Regions from separate parts of the Hordeum vulgare genome. Here region 2 is linked to region 1. A link is a contact called in public Hi-C data. All regions are on one chromosome and are shown on one strand. Each heading gives the region's core, a stretch centred on a gene start, on an enhancer-like site or on the middle of the called end of the contact. The rest is flanking DNA. Distances are from core to core; before and after follow the strand shown. Region 1 has its middle 45 kb from the start of LOC123408566. Region 2 has its middle 5.0 kb from the start of LOC123411074.

Region 1 (2,700 bases), core at 154-2,653:
CATGTTCTTAATTTGTATTTTATATTACTTTTCTCGTGCAATCACGGGCATGTTCGCTAGTGTATATAAAAAAGAGCGATACATCTAGAACTAGGGCAGCCTCGCCGGTGCGTGCCCAGCTTGCCCGAGACCACACGCAACAACCTTGGTTTTCTCTAGTTTTTTCACGTTTTTTTCTTTTTTTCATACTTCCAACTATTCTAAAAAATAAATAAAAAACATTTTACATAAATTTTTTTAAATATTAATCACATATTTCCAAAAAATATTAAATGTGTATAACAATATATTTCTCATGCATACAAAATATACAATGGGTATGAGAAAAGTTGATCAAGTATTTGAAAAATGTTAAATATGTACAGAAAAATGTTTCTCATACATACTGAAAATATTGACAAGAAAGATAGTATGTGTATGGAAAATGTTGATCATATGTTTTAGCAATGTTAAACGTGTATAAAATTTGTGCTTTGAGTACCATGTATAGAAAAACTGTACAGCGAACGTTGAATAAAAGTAGTCATTCAAAACTAATTCTGTATTTAGTTAAACAGGTATATCAAAATGTCCAGAATATGGAAATGTACATTGTCTATGAAGAAATGTTTATCCCTACAAAAAAATGTTCACAACGTATTAGAATTTTTTTGACTATGTACTCAAAAAAGTGTTCAACACTTGTATATAAGAAGAAAAAAATATCATGTATTCACAAAATATTCAATGTGTGTCCACAAAAATGTGTCACGTGTATACTAACAATGTACGTTGTGTATTAAAAAAATAGACATGTGTTCACCAAAAAAAACCCAATAAAATCTGACAAAGAAATGATGAAAACAAATAAAACCCAAAAAGAAACACGAATAACAAAAAGAAGAAAAGGATGAACGACGAAATCAAATGCCAAAGGGTGGATATCATGAAAAACAAAAAAACAAAAAAGCAAAAAAAAACTGAAGGAAAAATAAGAAGGAAAAATCGAGTGAAAACCAAGAAAGATATTAAAGGAATCATAAAAAAATGAAGGAAAAAATGATAAGAACAAAAACATTGCAAAGAATGAAAACAGTGAAAACGAAGAAAAGTGATGCAAAGCAAGAAAGAAGCAAAGAAAACCAAAAACAGAGATAAAAAAAATCAGTGAAAAATGATAAAAAAAGTGAAATGAAAAACCCAATAAAAACCTATAAAGAAACAAGGAAAACAGGTGGGGGACAAAGAAAATAGAGAAAACCATTGAAGAAACAACATGAAACCTAGAAGAATACAAACCTCAAAAATCTAAAAAACCGGCCCAAAACCAATACGAACGTTCGAGAAAACCACCAGCAAGCGAGTGTCTTCAATCGAAAACATAGCGAACAAAAAAAAAGGGTAAATGGGCTGGCCCAGTATGCTTGCATGGGAGAAAACTCTCAACTGGAGGCGCTGCTCTCACTATAAGTGAGATATAGTTATCAGTCATATCATTTGCGGTCACTGGCTGGATCTGGATGTAAGAGTTCAATTATGCAGGGCTTCCTACCCGACCCAAACAGAAACAATTCTTTTGTTATTAGAAAACCAGAAAAATCCCCTAGAAGCTAAAAAAAAGGTTTTCCTAGTTCGTAAAGAAGAAAAAACAACGGCTAAAGAAAAACTTTCCCGCACAAACAAAAACTGTAGTCCGAAACAAAAGCAAAAGTTTCAAGAAGCCGACGGTCTTTCCTTCACTGAGTCTTTTTTCTTTTCTCATGATAATATGCGTCTCATTTATAAAATAAAATCAAATTACAAGGCACGTAAACATCGACCTTACAAGACTTAAAAGATAAAATCGTCCTGTATAAAATATCATCGCGTGTCCCTCTCCTTCGACACCATCAAAGCGGCTATCAAAAGGAAAGAAAACAGATCACCTCTTCATCCAAACTCGACGCGGTTCCATCGCTGACCTGCAACTTTACTCACCTTCAAAATAGTTTGCCAAAGCAAAACCATTGCCGTTGAAAGAACCAGACCGGGACAACATGTCCACGGACACGTCATCGACTTTAGAACTGACACCCGCAAGGCGACAACGTGTGAGGAGACCAGAACTGCCATCTACCGACCACAAACCCAGCACAAGATGCACCATCTTTCAGCTGTCACTTGTGTAGACAACAGTCTGCGCGTACTCCTGAACAACAACCCCCTGCTCCATCATGACGCCGGAGACAACGCCATAACAACAGAGACGGAGCAAAAGGAGAGACACACCTCATGTAGTCGTCGCCTCCGCCTCGCCGACACCATTCATGAACACTGGCGCCGCCAATCTAAAGGAACGACAAACACACGATGCCATCAACTCCGAGACACCGCCATGATAGACACCGCCAGTATGAGAGTGAAGCTGAAGCAGATTTATTCCTTTGGACGCCGCTGCCATCACCCCAACGACGCACCACGACCTACAGATCTAAACCCTAACTACAAACCGGAGGAAACGGGTCTTCCCTCCCTCCTACCGCAGGACCGGTTGACTTCCGGTGAAAGAACCCCCCCCCCCCCCCCCACATCGCGTGGCTCGTGGCGGCGGCTTAGGTAGGAAACGTGCGCCTGGGAGACAAAGACCTGAGAGCATCTCAAGCAGACTCCGTAAAAACGCAAACTGTAAAACGGGATACGGGTCAAAATATATTTAAAGGGTTCATTTTAGCTACGGCCGAA
Region 2 (2,700 bases), core at 155-2,654, 210 kb after region 1:
GACGGCAGCCAGGAACTTCACTATATCAGATAAAATTACAAATATCGGGGATTTACAACTTATTATAGGTCCCAGTGACCGGTCAGAGCTCCGGTCCGATTCTTCAGAAGTTAACTTTTATCTTTATACTTAAATTTGGATCATAACATAATATTTAGAACGGTGTGACATGTTAGTGATCCCAGTCCCAGCAAATCTCAAGGAAGAAGCCAAATTGCACACAAAATAGTAGGTTCGCTGCTTTGGCTGAACATGATTTGCTCACATAGCACCACTACTGTTCTACATGCAATTCCCAAGAGAAATGCAAAGGGTGTAAAGCTACCCGAGATACACTTGCAGCTAGCTAGCCATGTTAGCACACCAATGCGAAGGCGGGAAGGCCTAAAAGTAGTAGAGATATCTCGTTTTGTATGGGTGGCTCGGTCGGCCATTAACATTGCAAAACATGCAATCGTTTTGGGGTAATGAAGATGCTTAGTATGTGGGCATCAATTGAAAACAGCCTCTTGGTCATGTAAGAGCATGGTTAATAGTATAGCCAACTGCTAGCTATAAGTTATCTTATAGCTAGCTTGTATAATAGTTATCTATAAAATAATAGTACTTTTATCATATATGGTTTACTTTTTATTCTTACAAAGCATTTAGAAGGACATGCTAGAACTTCATGAAGAGTCTGCTTCCCTTCTTTCTCATCCAACTCAGCAAAAATATAATATTTTAATCTTTACAACGTGCTGACTGTATCTTATTGAACTTGCTCGGGGAACATGAACATGCTTGGTGAAGGTGTTAATACATTTTTGCTCTGATCTCTACCTCTTGGGTGTCCGGATTAGTTTCGAGGGCTAGCTAGCGTAGCCCGTGCTCCTTGGCCTTTTGGCACCGAAACATGATGGTGATGACTGCTGATTAGTACCACTAACCTGAATATTTTAGCTAATCAAAAGCGGCTGTTGGGCGTCACTAGTGTACGTGAAAGAATAGGAATCACATGTAGCCCTTGGTAAAGCAGTTGGGAGCGGAACATGTTACCAACACACAATGCTGTGTAGCACTGGCGCATGCGTTTCGATTAAGTTGGCTCAACGAGCGATCTTTTATCTTTTTATATGACGGGTGTTGCCACAGTGAGTTACTCCTAGCTACCAGTGGATTCGCATACAGAGCTCCCAACTCAAAAAGATTCAGCTCGGTCGGCCCGTGCACGCAACGGCACGGTACAAGCGCTGAACGACCAGTGCGCGCACAGAGAGATCCGGATCAAACGTTGTTTCCCTACACCCTACTCAGGAGTCACGAGATTTCGCTCGTGCCTCGCGCAGTAGTAGCGGTGGTACCGCTCCGTCGAATGCAGCGGCCGCGTGGGTGGTCCATCGGGCAGTAGGCCGGTTCGGAAGAGAGCAGACGCCGTACCGGCCGGGCAGGCACCAAACGACGCGCGTGTGCGGTGCACTGCACTGCGCCGGGCCGATGCCAGTCGAGGAGGACCCCGCGCGCGCGCCGATAGGGCCGGTGGCAGGGGGCACGCACTACACTGCGGCCGCGCCTAGCACTAGCTCGTCTTGTGAGTCCTTCCCGCCTTTCCAGGCCGCCCACGCGTGTGTTGCTACGGCGTGGCAGCGGTGCGGCCGGCGTGTGGGTACGAGGGTGCCGCGCCCAGCACGCACGCGGCACACCTCGGAGCAAGGAAGCGGCCGCGATAATATTCTCTGCACGTAGGGGAACGGGGCATGACGGCATGCGTGTGGGAGACCCGGGCATGGACAACCCGGCCTGTAAAACCCGGGCGGGGCTTGGGCTAGCCTGAAATACGGGTCGGGCTTGTTTTTTTGTTTTTTTTTGCATTTTGGGTGAGGGCAACTCCAATGGGGCGATCCAAGCGGACACGCGCTTTGTCCGATTTTCGTCCGTTTAAATCGTGTGTCGGCTTGTCCATGTCTGTTTTTTAAAATCGATCGACACATGCGTTCAACAAAAAGCAAATGGACAACAACGTCCATCTATCTATTATATTATTACTAGCAAAATGCCCGTGCGTTGTCATGGAAGAAAAAACATAATCTCCAATTATGGTGACCACATTATGTTCACATATCATCGCTTGATTTAGAAATTTTGTGCATAAATGCAAGAAAATGTTCATTTTTTTAAATTTATTCACAAGTTGAAGCAATCTTTACATTTTCAAAAAATATATATCATGGTTGTCAAAAATCTAGGTAACTCAAAGATTTATTCTGAATTTCAAGATTTTTTTTAAAAAACATACAATAATAATCCGATCCATCCAACAGTTAATTCTTCAAAATTCACACAGGTATATTGTCACAAAGACTTAGGAGCATTCATGTTTAACTACATACATTAGATCTTTCGTGAACAATTTTACAAACATGGGAATAATTTTAAAATTGAGAACATTTTTTACAATTCAAAAACATTTACTAAAATTCGTGAATATTTTTTATATTTCGAACGGGTTTAAATATTTTCTTTTAAATTGGCGACCAATGTAAGAAAAGACGAACATAATTTTTTATGTTGGAGGATTTTATTTTAAATGCACAAACATTTTTTGAAACGCATGAAGTTTTTCTGAATAAACAAACATTTTTAGAAATCAGTCATATATTTATTAAATTGATGGACATTGTTTTGGAATTTGCAAAAAAAACCGGCACTTTTTTGAATCCT

Evidence for each region. A called contact is a pair of places that touch in the nucleus more often than the background predicts.
Region 2: a Hi-C map of seedling shows a contact between it and region 1, with 2.2 times the contacts expected there. The contact joins two enhancer-like sites. A contact is called at or near these places in 2 of 6 Hi-C or Micro-C datasets (leaf and seedling).

Annotation. Positions count from the first base shown.
Region 1 is chr7H:171,909,483-171,912,182 of MorexV3_pseudomolecules_assembly, forward strand. No RefSeq gene overlaps it. Among protein-coding and RNA genes, the nearest start is that of LOC123408566, 45 kb to the right of the region's middle. Within about 2 kb of position 1,404, at least 1 of the 3 cell types and tissues checked has open chromatin away from gene starts, as enhancers often do. A contact at or near this core is called in seedling, where this site is marked.
Region 2 is chr7H:172,116,482-172,119,181 of MorexV3_pseudomolecules_assembly, forward strand. No RefSeq gene overlaps it. Among protein-coding and RNA genes, the nearest start is that of LOC123411074, 5.0 kb to the right of the region's middle. Within about 2 kb of position 1,405, at least 3 of the 3 cell types and tissues checked have open chromatin away from gene starts, as enhancers often do. A contact at or near this core is called in seedling, where this site is marked.